3 separate regions of the Gossypium hirsutum genome follow, and regions 2 and 3 are each linked to region 1. The links are chromatin contacts, called in public Hi-C maps. All regions are on one chromosome and are shown on one strand. Each heading gives the region's core, a stretch centred on a gene start, on an enhancer-like site or on the middle of the called end of the contact. The rest is flanking DNA. Distances are from core to core; before and after follow the strand shown. Region 1 holds the start of LOC107962251 (VQ motif-containing protein 4). Region 2 holds the start of LOC107934288 (eukaryotic translation initiation factor 3 subunit D). Region 3 holds the start of LOC107934283 (non-classical arabinogalactan protein 31).

Region 1 (5,160 bases), core at 1,769-4,268:
TATTTATCCTGCCACGTCACATTAGTGGATAAGTGGACCTCTCCTATTAATACCTTCCCAATAATAAAAAATAGATCGATTTTCTAGCTTTTGAAGTTACTCTAAGCAGTTATCCTTTCTTCCAACAATCAACTTGTCTTATTAAGTGAACCGGTCTCCATAAAACTATCAGTTATCCTCCTTTCTTGTACGAGAGTTTGGACTGACAAATTAATTAGAGCCAAAGAGATTGAAATAATGCAATGCTTGATCATGTTTGTGAGAATTTAAATTACCTGATAATAGATGTTAATATTATTTTTTCAAATTGATTTGGGATTGAGTTGTAAAATTGCAACAGTGTGGTCTACAAAACAGAAATAAAAGAAGACAAGAAAAAACAAAAATAAGAGATGACCCCCAAAACCATTCAACATCAGGAGTCCCACTTTCTTCTTTTCCACCTGGGTTTTCGCATGTCTCCATTCACTAAATTTTGGACTTTGGACTGTTTGGAGTCAAAAAGTGGGGACCCAAAACAATGTTTTAAGTGCAAGGTTCAATGTGATGAAACTGCCTTTGCATGATTACTTTTCCAAACTTTTCTTCTATATTGAAGTATCCTCTTGCTCAGGCAACTCAAATGAAAAGAAACAAAATGGGAATCGTTGTTTTCTCTTTCCATTCATTATCCAAGTGGCTCCTTCATTTCATTCTCTCCTAATAAAAATATCCTTCTATGGATGAAAGTGAATAATATACTATTTATATAAAAAAATTAAAATAAAACAAAATGATTAAACTAAATTTAATTTAAAAAAATAACTAAATCTAAATCACATATAAATAATAAAAAATAAGTAATACTAAGCAAAATATTTTATTCTTTATTAAAGTAAATATCAATATCATCTTCTCATTTTAAGTAAATTTCCACCACATAAAACCTTAATTACGAAAATTTAATTTTGATTTCCTTTCTTTCAAAAACTTCCCATTTTATAAACAAAATTTCATTCGCTAAATCAAGCAAGAAACATAAATTTTGAAAATTTTAGACAAATAGATTTCAATTTCTTTTATAAAAAAGTTTTAAGATTTTAAAAATTATAAAAAATTTTGAGTTAAAATTAGCAATTTGCTCTCAAATCTCCTCTAAAAAATCTCAAAAATTGAGATTTAATTGTTTTTAAAAATTAATCTTCTTTAAGTTTAGTTATTTATTTTTAATTTTATTTTATTTAACTTCTCATATAAAGATTATATTATCTTTTGAAATTGATGATCATTTATCAAATTTTCATAAATTAAATTCCACAATAATACATAGGTTTATAATTTAGGCATCAATTCAACATTTTCAAACTACAAATACCATGTTAGACTTTTTATAATTTTTTTATCCATTACCGGTAATAATAATCAATTCTATCATCATGAATACTCTTTAAAGAGATAAACAATTGATCGTTAGTATGAGCGTGAATCCCAACAACATCGTTAAGGTTAAAGGAGGAAATAAACAACCACTGCATCAAAACTCATGTAAAGCATTTAATGAAACTATAAATACCAAATAATACATAAAAGGACCATTTAAATACTGCATTAAATATTTTCAAAATACAAATTCCTCCTTATAACACATCATCCAAAAGAAAATTAAGAAAAACTAGTAATAGTCACTTTTTTTTCTTGGCCATTAATAGTCACTCATTGATTCCAATTCAAATCAGTCATCTATTTGCGCAATAATCACTTTAATTTCTCAAATTACCAAAATTTAAATTCCTCATTTGACTAAGATAAATAAATTGTTTTTAACTAGAATCATACTTTTAAAATTTCCCAGCATCCAAACATCGCAGAAGAAGTAAAAAAGCAAAGATTTCCTCTTGAAGTATCCAAGATTACAAATCATTTCTCGGCCCTTTTTTTAACATTCCTCATCTTCAGTGCCCAACAATATATAAAAAAAATCTTACAACATCATCAAAAGAAGACAAAAATAAAAATGATTTGTTTTTCTTAGTTTGAAGAAGTAGAAGAACCTGAAACTCTAGGTGAAGTAACTGGAAAAAGAGGGAGAAGCCTAGGCTCAGTATCTCGTGGTGTAGAGGCCGGCGATGGATGCAAATAAAAACCCTTTTCTTTAATTGCTTTCTCTTCAGCTTCCTTGTCTAAGTTGGCGATATTATTAATACAATCGGCGTGGTTTCCAGGTCCAGATCGATCAAAGGGATCGGATATCAAGGGAGTAACCGGGCTAAGAGTCAAAGACGGGAAGTCAAGAATGCTAGGGGAGAGTATTTCGGGTTTTCGGGGCGAAAATCCTGAATTGTTAGAGTTGAAAACCGGGTTCAAGGGGTTGATCTTGAGGTTCTTGAGAGAGTTCCTTCGCTCGTAAAGTCTAAACCCAGAGTTTTGCTTATTTTTGGGGATGGACTTGATCGGCGGGATGTGGGTTTTGAGGTTGGGATCGGAGTGAGGGGAGGAAGTTGAGTTAATGGAAGAAGCAAGCTTGGCGGCCTCGGAGGATCCGGTGAGCATCTGGACGACTTGCTTGAAAGACGAAGTGTCGGCTTGGACGAAAGTTGTCGGGTAAGGATTGGCGGATTCGGATCTGGTGATGAGTTTGGGTTGCTGGGGCAGCGGAGTCGGGGGTGGTGGGGCGGTGGTGTTGCTGCTGATGCTGCTGTTGGGACTGTGGGTTTTGGGAGAAGGAAGGAAATTGGGATTTGGGCTCAGCCATGTAGTGGTTTCCATTTAGGGCTACCTTTTCTTTTGTGTTGATTTTCTTGTTTCTGTTTGGATGCTTGGGAAAAGGGGAAAAAAGGTTAAAATGAAAGGAAATGGAGGAGACAGGGATATAGAGGTTTTGGTTTGGTAAGAAATGTTTTGGTGGATTGCGAGCTTTTGGGTTCGGCTGTCGTTTTTGTTTTGTCTAAACCGTGTATTTATTTAATTATCAAGGTAGTATTTGGAAAGTAATCTGCATATGGATGTAAATATTTGAATAATATGATTGGGTAATTATTGGAATTTATGGGTTTTATTGAATTGTAACTTAACTTTTAAAGGAGGGTCAGAATTGAACTACTTAGGAAGGTAATTTATATTTAATTTTAATTTTAAAAAAATATTTTTATATAAATTTAAATTATAAATTTTTATATTATAAGTATAAGCATGAATGAGTGTGTTGAATGTTTATGGTAAAAGGTTTATTATATTATAAATTCTAAAAGGTATATCTTGAAAATAATTTATATAGTAAAAACAAAAATATATTTTTTAAATTTAAAATTTTTAAAATTATGATAAAAAGTTTATTATAAAAAATAATTTATATATTATAAAAGTGTTATAATATATTTATTTATAAAAAAAGTGTATATTTTTTTATTATAACATTTATAAAAAGATAATTTTCTAAAATTATGGGAAAAATATTTATTTATAAAAAGTGTTACAAAAGTTATCAATACTTTATAAATTTTTTTTATAGAGGTTATATATTATAAATTTTATATTATTTTGACTTATTTTAACTTAATTTACATATTATAAGAAAATGTTATAATCTAGCATATTTCTTTGTTCAAATTAAGTTTATATAAATTTTTTATTATTAAGGCTACAGACTATTTGCATTGTAAACTTAAATATTTTATGATAAATTTTAATGATACAAATACAAAAATTTTTCTTACATCATATTGCGGGATATGATATTCTTTAAAAAAATGGAGCATAACAAAAAAAGATGGATCGTACTAGCATGTTGCATACTTCATAGCGTCATTCATAGGTGGATTCGGAATGATCCATACTTCAAATAATATATAGAATAAAGAGATTTTTATCATCTTAATTATACAAATTCAAAATCAGATGACGATAAACTCGGTCAATGACCAACATTTGATGAAAAGGAGCATATGTTAAATATTAAAATCAGAATAACCCAACAAATATGAAACACTAGAACAATTAGATAAAATTATATATGATGTTTATTTTTCTTGTTATTTTTATTAGAAATCGTATTCTAAATTACTTTTTTGGACTAACATAATACATATGATAATTTAATTTGAATTTTTGTTTTTTTTAGAAATTCTTTTTATCATGACAATATTTTTTATAGTAATTATTATATTTTAAAAATACAAGTTATATAATTGTGTAATTACAATTTGTCCTGTCAAATGTGACATATAGAATTACAATGTAATTGTACTATATCGGCGAAACAGATCTAAAGAATTACAATAAAATAAGTTAAAATTTACTATTAGAAGAGTATTACAATTTGTAATATTTGAAGTATGGATAATCTCAAATTCACCTATAACTATAACTGAAGCTATGAAGTATGCAACATATTAGTACCATCCAATCTTTTATTTTTTATGCTCCATTTTCTTCAATGATATTATACCCCACACTATGATGTAAGAAAACTTTTTGTATTTGTATCAATAGGATCTACCATATAATATTTAGGTTTACAATATAAATAGTTTGTAACCTTAATCATAAAAATTGAGATTATCCCTGAACGTCTAAAGAATTAAAATTTATATTTCATAGCTTTATTCATATTATTATATTATTTGTATTTAATAATAATGATATAAGTTAAAACTTAGTATGATACAATAAAATATATTGGGCAGCAATTAAAAATTTATTAAGCCGTAAAGCATAAAACCTAGAAATTTGAGGAACTAAAATAAAAATAAATTCATTAATTCTTTTGACTACATTTTTATTATGAAAATATTTTAAAATTTACTAACATTATTATTTAAAAAATTAAGATCACCAATAGTTTCGATGCTAAAAACACTGAATAAATATTTTTAAATAACATACTAGTCATTAATAAAACAAACCCTACAAAATGCAAGGCAAGGCAACCAAAGTTAAATTTAACATAATCAAGGCAAACAAGATTCCAACTTTAACATCAAATATCTCGTAATCAGTTGTAATATCCCGAATTAGGGCCTAATCGAAATAGTAGTTTCGTGACCACAAATCTGATATAGAAATAATTATTTTATAATTATTTTGAAGTTTATGATATGATCGCATGATTGTGTGAAAATTTCGTGACGAAATTCTATGCATAAAGTGCTTAAGTTGAAATTAGGGACTAAATCGAATAATTTG
Region 2 (5,160 bases), core at 1,452-3,951, 370 kb after region 1:
TGACTAGCATGTAAGCTTCAAAGCATACTTATCAATCACTTTCAAAAGTTGAATAAATGCTCCTACAGAATCTGCCCGCACATGTTTGCCAGGTCGGCTTGCAGATTCACAAAAATAGCTAAGAAAGAAAAATACAGTGAACTAATTTTGAGCTTCAAACGTGGTCCTTTTGAGGCGATAACATCCCCTGGATTGTTGTCCTCCTTAATCACCAATAAGCTCTAGCAATCAACACTGAAAACCGCAAGCATAAGACACAACTGACACAGCAAGCAGACAATCAAAGACAAAGCATCCACACAATATAGCAAGTACAACAACGAAGAGTTGCTCCACAAAACAAATGATTGCTTCAATACATAAGCAACTAATAAAGTTCTTGAAATTTGAAATTTGCATGCCATACAACATACCACCAAATCAAAAAGATATTTCCAATATAACCCCAGATGAACTATATAGATTTGAAGGATTTCAAATTGAACAAAATGTTGTAGGGAAGTGGCTAAACAATTCTAACCTCTTAAAATTTTATGAGCAATGGTAAAATAGAAAAGAAAATTGAACATCATTAAGGGAGGATAAGATAACATGAAAAGCCAAGTTTCATATGATTACAAACGCTTTGTATATTAAAAAAAAGAAGAAAGAAAATCAAGTTATAAATACTAGTATATGGTACTGTGGTTAACTCAATAATATTTGGATCCATACAACATGCCAAGTACTAACATAAGAATAAGGGAAATTAACTTGCATGGAAGTCTTTGAGATAATAGTCTAGTGGAACACCACAAAATGCAGAGGAATATATTAAGAAAAATCCCAAGGAACCATTACCATTAAGTTTGTGTCTCAGTCTCTTTTGCCTCAACATCATTTGTAGTGCCATTCGGCTCCCCAGCTTCAGTATCCTCCGTCGGTGGCTGAACCTGCTCCTCTTCTGGCAATGGTTCTTCCACGTAATCATTCTCAAAAGCATCAGCTGGGACCTCATAAATCCTAACTTGAGGCTTTGATGGATCCTTCACAAGCACATATTTCCCCTCATTCAACTTCATACACAAATCCACAATGGACTTCACAATCCCCCACATATTAGCAGTATTCAGATTAATTTGTGCAGCAAAATCCCTTGGCTTATAACCAACAACACCCAATATCACATGGTTAAAATGATCCCTAGGATGAACCCTCGAAACATAACCCAATTTCATCAAATCGGCACTAGCTAAAATTGATTGAGCAGTCCATTTAGCCAACTTATTCGCATTGTTCTTCAACTCGGTAGCCAAGACTGCCCCCCTTTGTGTTTCCAACTTCTGCCTCCAATCAACACCAGAATACTTGGGATCAAACTCATTAAGCGCATTCAAAGTGAGGAAAGACTTTTGATTATTAACCTCAACAACACTCTGAACCTCACACCGTGCAATCAAATACATATCATTATCAAGTTTCCACCTCCTATACCGATATGCCACAGAAGCCACCTCATCACCTTCATTGGCAAATGGGTTCAGCTCATCAAAACTAACCTTATTCCCATCCCTAACCAAAACCTGCTGTGAAAAATTCTGATTTATGTAAGCTGCTTCAACACTCAATGAATAAGCAGAGTTAATATCATCTTTAGCTTCAGGCAATGGCTCCTGAGAGGTCTCGTGGACCGATAGCAAATCTAACTGTGACCCATCTCTTTTGTCGAAAAATAGTTTATTCCCAACACGTTGAATCACAATGTCCCAAGAATAAACTGACCTGGGTGCACACATTAACGTTGCCAGAATCGTATCAGTGGCGAAAACAGTTGCTTTGTCCTCATTTGCCAATCTTCGGATCACCGGGTCGTCAGTCGTGGTGACTTTAAAGAAGTTTCTGTTCTTGAACCTCTCGAGTCTCCGTTCGTTCTTCGGGGTAATTCGATCAAAGGACCGATCGTAATACTCTAAAGCACCGCAGAGAAGTAAATCTTCAGGTTCTGGAACGGAAAAGGATAATTTGGAGAATGTTGAGAAAGGGATTTGATCCAGCATGTTCCACTCTGGTTGGATATCGACGGAGGATTTGAAAATCGCAGCTTCACGACGTTGCTGGTTCTGGTTCGATCGGTTGAGATTATAAAGACGGTCACGTCGGGCTCGTTCTTTTTCAGCTTCTCTTTTACGGGCCTCAACTTCTTCATCTCGCCGTTGAGGAAGTTGAGGTCGGTGTTGGTTGAAGCGCCACTTGGGGCCAAATTTAGGTCGAGTAGGCGGCTTTGCGTCGACTAAACGAAAGGAAGAATCGTCTTCGGGGTTTGCAAGAGGGAAAGTATCGAGGTCGAGCGAGAAATCGAAGGGGGACTCTGAGGAGGCTGCGCCAGGCTTCCCTGAAGAAGGGCGGTTAGATGGATTGGCATTTGCAAAAGATCGGGTGAAGTCGGCGATTCGGCCGAGTTTTTCAGAGCGGGAGAAGGGAGCGAAAGGAACGTGAAGAGGGAGAGTGGTGGTGGTGGACGGCGCGGTGGCGGTGGTGGAGTCGGGCGGACCCCAGCCGTCAGGATTAAACGGAACGGCGCCTACTTCGAAAACTCCTACCATTGTCGACGGATCTCTAGATTTTTCTTGCAGTGGAGCCGAAGTGTATAAAGAGTAAAACAGTGTAAGAAGATAAAAGAAAACCCTAGACCGGCGGAGGGGATTGTCTTAAATGACAGGTTTACCATAGGAATTTGGGCCCTTTGTTTAGATTTATATGAGAACTCGGATCTCTAATTGGGCCTCCACTATCTGAGTGCTACTCATATAAATATATTTTAAGTGGGAAAGAATCTGCTTGCACTAATGCAAAACTTAAAAGCGGTTTTATATTTAATTTTTAAGTAACATTTTACTATTAAAATTTAAATATTAATTACTTAGATTAAGAGCTTAGCTTTGTAAGTGGCTTATATTAATAATTTTTTTAATGTTATGGCAATAGTTTTGTCAATGCAACATTTAGACAATAGTTGAACATGGTTCGCAAAGGTGTGTCGAGAAGCACTAAACAAGGTTGAGACGATAGTTGGATGTGGTTCACACTAGTACACGAAAATCTATTAAAGAAGATGTAAAAAGTTAGGTAGGGTTTCAACGGTGTGTTAAGTGCTTGGAGTTTTCTTAAAAACGAAGAGGGTTATACAGAGGAGCTTGATATGGCTTTCACTAAATAGGTATCGTATAATGTAAGACCATATAGTGCTCTACTAGGATGTGATTCGTTATACAACTTGGCCCTACTCTTATAGAATCAACAATTGTAACATCTCTTACACGAGTCAAATCAATAACTCGAGCAAAAGATGTCACATTTCAATATTAATATATTACTTAAGTTCCATTATTATCTTTAAAATACCTCAATACATCCTTCAAAACATCATGTAACTCATCCATGTTCAATCACTAATCATTAACCATACAATCTTCAAGACATTCCCACTTCAACAGAACTTGTTTTCAAGGCATTTTACTATCTATTTAACACCTTCCTTATATAAGTACATGCCACATTATTGTCCATAAATTGAAATTCATACTTTTCCATCTTACCGTGTTGATGCAATGTGATTCGGTAAGCCACTCACGAACACTTTCCACACGATCACTTTCAGTACACTCTTTTTAGCTAGATTTCACTCCCTTTGCTACTTTTCTATTCCTTTCACACTTTTATCACTTTCTTTCCTTTGTCTACAGTACTTTCATCACTTTCTTATCTTTGGTTTCTATATAAACTGTAGCATCCCTATTTTGGCGGGTCTTAAGTTTTGGCGCATAGACTGAGAGTAATATATGTGGCGTAGTTCTATCCCCCCAATAGTTTCTTTTAGGCGTATAGAATGGGTGCATAAAAAAATTTGATATATTAGGTAAATAATGACCTTAAAATGTGTTGAGTTGTAAAGAGAAAGAGCTCGGTAAAAGTATTGAAGAAATTGCAAGTTGGGTTAACACCAAAGATATTGTACGCCAAGTTTGGTTGAAATTATTGTGCTAGTTACGTTGTAAACATTCTAGTTAGGGATCAATTGAGTAGATGAGTTTGGTATAAATAAATATATTGGATGATCATTTATGTTCTTCTCAAAGGTCGTAGACTAAAATAAGGACAATTCTGAAAGATTGTGACACATGTCAAGTTCCATAACAAGGATATAGGTTGTATATATATGTATTCATACTTGAAAAAAAAAGGGAGTTTTCTTCTTCCTTATTTTAAAGTGTTATTATCTTATTCTTAAGGAACCAAAAACATTTCTTTCTTCTTTAAGCTAGAAGTTATAATTCTATATTTTTATTAGTAGATACTCCATGTCAAGGTAAGTATTATGACTCTGCATGTTAAGTTATGAAAGTTTAAGTCTATATGGGTACATCAACAGTAAGATGAAGAAATAAAGCTTTGCATGGGGGTTATCTGTACTCGAGATGATGGTAAATAGTATGCGAATGAGTTTTAATGGTGTTCATATATTTTGTAAGCAGTGGTTGCTGTAGTTTCATGGTGGAAGTTTGAATCTGGAGTTCAAGCTACTGTACGTGGGCATAAGGTGAGTTTTATGTTGACTTCTATATGTATACTGATCCTATTGTGAGTCATCTATAGGAAATTGATTGAACAATGGATTCGAAGTCATGAAAAGTATATTATATGATAATTGGTGTATGAGTATTGAAACATTGAAGTTTGGATGAGTATGTATATGTTTGAAATGTATGCTATGAAATGTGTGTATTTTGATTGAGTGTATATTAGTTAAGTAAAAGGTTGAATTTAGATTGTGTCAATACATGAAGAGTCTATCAAGAGAGTCTGGTTCTGTTCATCGTGGTGGTTTCTAATGGAGTTTGTTGGGACTAAAAACACGAATTTTGATATGAACTCTGAAGGAAAAGTCCATGGTCATGGCACCCTTTGAAAAAGAACTAGGGAATGGTGATTGCCCAATGGGGTTCTCTGTGTGTCCCAGGACAATGATGGGTAAACCTCACGTAATGTAAGTTTAGGAAAATCCATATCATAAACACGACAACAAAGAATAACCTTTGTGGCGAACTCTAAATGGGTCGCTTTAGTGGCGTACTTTATCTGATTGCATGTATGGTGTGCTTTGCTAAGTCTATGTGGCATGAA
Region 3 (5,160 bases), core at 690-3,189, 330 kb after region 1:
GAACTCGTAAGTACTGGTAACACATTAAGAGCAACAACAAAGGAAAAGAGTGGAATCTAAGTTTCTAGTAGCATTTGGGTTCGAAAGCAAATGGCCCAACGGTGTATAGAATAAACGGAAGCTTATTCGCAGTAAATGGCTTCTCGGGCCTCAAGGTAGCTCCCTTCAATCCACCATGGAGATTAGATGGTTTGCTGCATTTAGCCATTGGCGATGATACTAGAGACACTGTGCATTTGTGGGCTCCAAAGCTGGTGACGGTCTTTGGTGCTTGCAGGAAGAAATAGCCATTCTTGTCAGTTTTCGCAGTGGCCTCTTGCTTGTATTTGGTGTTCTTGCATGTCAGCTTTACAGTGGCGCCTGTAAAAATCGAAACCAATGTGCTCAGTCTAGTCAGTACTACTCGAGTTAGTTTTAAATTAATTAACTCTGCAACGGGAAAAGAAAAAGAAGCTAATGGGTTTTTTCCTTTTGTTTCAACATAGGGTTCCATGACAATGCAATGCATGCCCAGTCATTGATGTTGTAGAAACCTAGAAGTATGAGCTCTAACGTTGAAAAAAGGTAAAGTTTGCTGCTTTAACTCATAAAACGCCAAGCTATTGATGTTACCTCACAGAGTAAGTTAAAATCCAAGAAACCATTTCTCTCTCTCTCTCTCTCTCTGAACTCAAATTTAAAATGCAAGTTTCCCATTCAAACAAACATGAAAGTCACATGCATGCCTAAATCAAAATGATTATACCATTAAAAAGAAAGACGTACTAGGGCTAATGATTCTCGATGCAAATGAATATAACCAAGCATTGCACTTAAAGGTTTTGTTTAGTGAAAAAGATGTTAATTTTAATCTCTTTTTTAAGTATAATGATAGGTTTCAAACTGACCCAAAATAGGTTTTGCTCCCAACAGGGTGTTGGATCCAGCGTATTTGCATGACTTGCAAAAAACAACGCCCTGAACAGCCACTAGGCTCCTTTGTGGTTTAGGATAAGTAGGCGGCTTAGCTGGAGAAGGCGATGGTGGAGGATATGTCGGTGGATGCACTGGTGGCTTAGTCGGGGGCGCAGTTGGCGGCTTAGTTGGAGGATAAACTGGTGGCTTGGGTGGAGGGGCGTAAGTTGGTGGCTTGGTCGGTGGCTTGGGCGGAGGAGCGTAAGTTGGCGGCTTGCTGGGTGACTTGGGTGGAGGAGCGTAAGTTGGCGGCTTGCTGGGTGACTTGGGAGGAGGAGCGTAAGTTGGCGGCTTGCTTGGTGACTTGGGTGGTGGATAAACTGGAGCAATCTTGGGTGCTTTGGGTGGGGGGTAAACAGGTGGGTGAGTTGGGGGCTTAGTAGGGGAAGGGGTTGGCTGGTGGGGATGCGGATGCGGATGCGGATGCGGATGCGGATGGGGATGGTGATGGTGGTGGTGGTGGCTTGGTGGGTGAGCAGGTGGCACTACAGGCGAAATTCCATGGTAATGAGGAGGCAAAGCCTCAGGCAAGATCTGAGAAGACACCGTGAAGCTACTCAGTACGAAAAGGGAAAGGTGCAGGAGCAAGGCAGCTTTAGTTGCTACTGCAAACCCCATATTTTGCTTGAAGCTTAGCTGTAAGAGACTTGAAGAGAGGTGGTGAAGTTAAGTCCTTCTAAGAACTGCATTTATAGGGGTTAAGCCGTGATTCTCTGCGGTTTTTAATCATGAAAATCTTGTTTTACAATAGAGTGAGGGAGTGGGGTTAGGGCCCTAATAGTAATTAAAAATCTATTCAATGTACGGGTTAATCAGAATCCATAAAATTTACACTTATGAAAATAGGGTTCATGACCTTAAATGCATAAACCAATTTAGAATGGTTTTTCAGCAGGACATTATTATATTGAGTGATTGATTCAATTTAGCTTTAATTTTGTAGCCAAGTACTTGGGCATGGCACATGCATGCAGAAGAAAAATGGAAATTCTACCCATACATACATACGGTGCAAGAAAATGTAGAAGTTTCCAAGGACTTCGTGTAGTGGACCCTTTTATAAAATTAGATTTATTCCATTAAATAAAAGATTAGGCCTCTAAAATTATGAAGCTTGTTCCTTTGGTTAGGGCAATCATAGAGTAGGCTTGAACGTTGAACATAAAAGGAAGATAAAGTTGATGTCTTTAGGGTAAAATGATAGGAATCCGAGCTGCCTTGGATGAGAATATTGTCCTTTTCAAGGTTTTTTTTTTTTAAACTTTTTCTAACACAATAATGGTTCAATATCATTTTCATTTTCTAGAAATAAATGTTTATTATTTTAAACTATATTTATAATATTATATACAGCAAGCCAGGTGCTGGGCTGGCAGTACCGAATTTCATGAAAAAAATTTTATTCAAGTTTTTTAAAATTTTAAATTAACAAAAATAAAATTATATTTTAACTCTTTAAAAATAATAAAATTTTAATTTAATTTTTTAAAATTTATATTTTTACTATTACATAAGTTACAATTTAATTTTAGCTCCTAAAAAAATTTTATAATTCTTCCTGCAACAAGCTTGTTCAACCTTAAATCAACTGCTATTGTTGTAATTATAAAAAAAAAAAGAGAGTTTCCTCGGATTTAAAAGTTTCAAAGTTGTATCAAAAAATATTATATAAAACAAAACAGATCAATTGAAAGTGTGCTCACTTTTGCTTTTGTAAAGATTTTCCAAGTCACATTTTTAACCTTGGTATAGTTTTTTTTTTTAAGATTTATTTTGGGTATACAATTATTTATTTTTTAAATTAATTTCAATTATACATTTGAAAGCGTAATTGTTATATTTTTAGTATTTAAAATATGTTTTATATATTAATATTAAATTTTATAAACAATTTATATTAATTACTTAAAAATATTAAAAATTTATATTTTTATATAACAATTTATTTTTATAATTTTATTACAATTGAAATTAATATTTTCATATTCAGTGTTATTTGAAATAGGCTGAAACTTATTTGTATATTAACCCAAAAATAAGAATTGAACCGATCTTTAAGTGAATTACTTGAAATTAGTAAAAATTAAAAGTCAAAATAAAATTTTTTTACTAATTTAATTGATTTTTATATTTTTTAAACAATTTATTTTTATTTTATAAATTTTTTAGTTATTTATTTTATTATTATTAGAATAACAATCGAACCAATTAAATTAAGAACTCTCGGCTCATTCGACAAATGGATAGGTTATTATAATATTGTTTCATATATTAAATTAAGGCAAATAAATTAATAAAACAAATTACATTGAGAGAGAGCATATGGGAATGGGAGCGGAGTCAGTGTGGGGAAAAGAAGGAAAAAAAAACCACTGCACCTTCGCCACGTTGCTATCTCTAATAAGGAAACTCTTGTGACGATAAAAATAGACATGGGAATGCAAACAAAATATTGGGCCAACGGTTCTTTCTTCTCACTTTTTATAAGGACAAGATTTAAATAGATTAGAGGTTCTATTAATTAAACAACCATTTTGTTCTACATCACACGTTTTTTAATTATGGGTATTTTTTTTATCAATTTATCATCCAATTAAGTATTTCATCGAGATTATTTTTTATCAATTTTTATTAATTGTATTAACAGGAGAATGATGTGACTACTGAAAAACTAATATAATAATAAATTTAATTTTCCAACTTTTAGGTATTATATAATTTAGTTTTAGTTTTAAAAAATTAATACTCAAATTTTACAAATGATTTTAATTCATCCTAATTCTAATTTTTTTTTTAAAAATACATATATATTTTAAATTTATATAATATTAAATTTAAATATATATAAATATTTTTAAAAATATAATAATAATTTTATATTTTATATTAATATTAATATTAATATTAAATTTAAAAGAACCCTCCCCTCCACCAATTCTATGGCTCTATATTTTCCAATGATTGGATGCTTGTCTTCTTCTCCACGTCTTCTATCATTTCATTGTTCAAGCTCTTAAGCTCCTCTCTTGACTCAGGTTTAATAGGCAGATGCGTTCTGTACTGATGTCTTGATGCAAGGATAAGAAAGACCAATAAATTTATAAATCCCAACACTGCAAATAACCAGTAAATGTTATTTAACTTTCATTTATTCAGATTGGTCCTTAGCCAGCTCTTTTTAGTCGCATGATCCACGATATACACAAATAAACTGCCCACAAAGAACCCCATTGAAATGGTGGTAAGGAAAAGCCCTGCGCTCATGGATTTCATTCGATCTGGTGCCTCTCTAACAAAGAACTCAAGTTGTCTAACATAAGCAAAAGCTTCCCCGCAAACCTAGGACGAAGAATTCAATGAAGAGCCAAGAGGCTCTTAGTTTGACTTGTTTTTACGCGTATAAATTTTAGTTTTACTATATTTTTTTGAAAATATTTATTTATTTTTATATATTTTTAAATTTTATTATTTATTTTTAAAAATTGTTACACATTTTTATATATTTCTTTGAATTTTTTACAATTAGAATAAATTGAGACCATTTGTAAATTTTAAGGGTTAATTTCTTAAATTTGTGACTAAATCGATATGATATGTAAAATTTGAGGGTTAAATTTATACTAATTTTTCAATTACCACGCCACCCTCTCGTTAGTGCCATTAACAGGAATAGACAAAAAAAAAACAATCTCGATTAGTTAGGACCAATTGTAACATCCCAAAAATCGGGTTAGAAGATATTGAGTTAGTGGAACGAAGAGTGGTTACGTCCCGAGTTTGAGTTAAGGTTGTGAAATTATGATAAGTGAATTAATTTGGTTTAGTGGCTAAGTGTTGTGTTTGTATGTGCTAGGTTCTAGGTTTGAATCATATTTCTTGAATTTTTGTTACTTTGCCTAAACCCTTATTTTTGAACATTTGGTTTATAAGTTATTTGTGTTCAACTAATGTCAAGATGAGCCTAGTGGTTTAGTGATTAAGTTCTTGTACATCTTTTAGTTTTATGTTCAAGTTTATGTGAAAGCAATAAGAAGAAAAAACAAAAATCACGTTGCCTTTGAGAGTTAGTTTTTTTTTTAAACTAACCAAGAGTCTTCTTTCTAAAATATTTCTTTTCACGTTTTGTTCTTCCAACATTCTGCTGTTACTTTCTTCTTCCTTTCTGTTCTTTTTTTCCTTTTTATTTCCTTCCGCTAATTTTGTTGT

The links. A called contact is a pair of places that touch in the nucleus more often than the background predicts.
Region 2: a Hi-C map of leaf shows a contact between it and region 1, with 3 times the contacts expected there. The contact joins the promoter of LOC107934288 here to the promoter of LOC107962251 in region 1. A contact is called at or near these places in 4 of 34 Hi-C or Micro-C datasets (leaf and petal).
Region 3: a Hi-C map of leaf shows a contact between it and region 1, with 1.9 times the contacts expected there. The contact joins the promoter of LOC107934283 here to the promoter of LOC107962251 in region 1. A contact is called at or near these places in 2 of 34 Hi-C or Micro-C datasets (leaf and seedling).

Annotation. Positions count from the first base shown.
Region 1 is chrA06:87,609,036-87,614,195 of Gossypium_hirsutum_v2.1, forward strand. It overlaps LOC107962251 (VQ motif-containing protein 4), which reads right to left and starts at 3,019. Exons shown (of 1, transcript XM_016898570.2): 1 at 1,854-3,019. The coding sequence starts at 2,745. The coding sequence ends at 2,008.
Region 2 is chrA06:87,976,674-87,981,833 of Gossypium_hirsutum_v2.1, forward strand. LOC107934288 (eukaryotic translation initiation factor 3 subunit D) reads right to left here and starts at 2,702. Exons shown (of 2, transcript XM_016866663.2): 1 at 841-2,702; 2 at 1-234. The coding sequence starts at 2,582. The coding sequence ends at 843.
Region 3 is chrA06:87,939,044-87,944,203 of Gossypium_hirsutum_v2.1, forward strand. LOC107934283 (non-classical arabinogalactan protein 31) reads right to left here and starts at 1,940. Exons shown (of 2, transcript XM_041115756.1): 1 at 888-1,940; 2 at 1-360. The coding sequence starts at 1,572. The coding sequence ends at 65.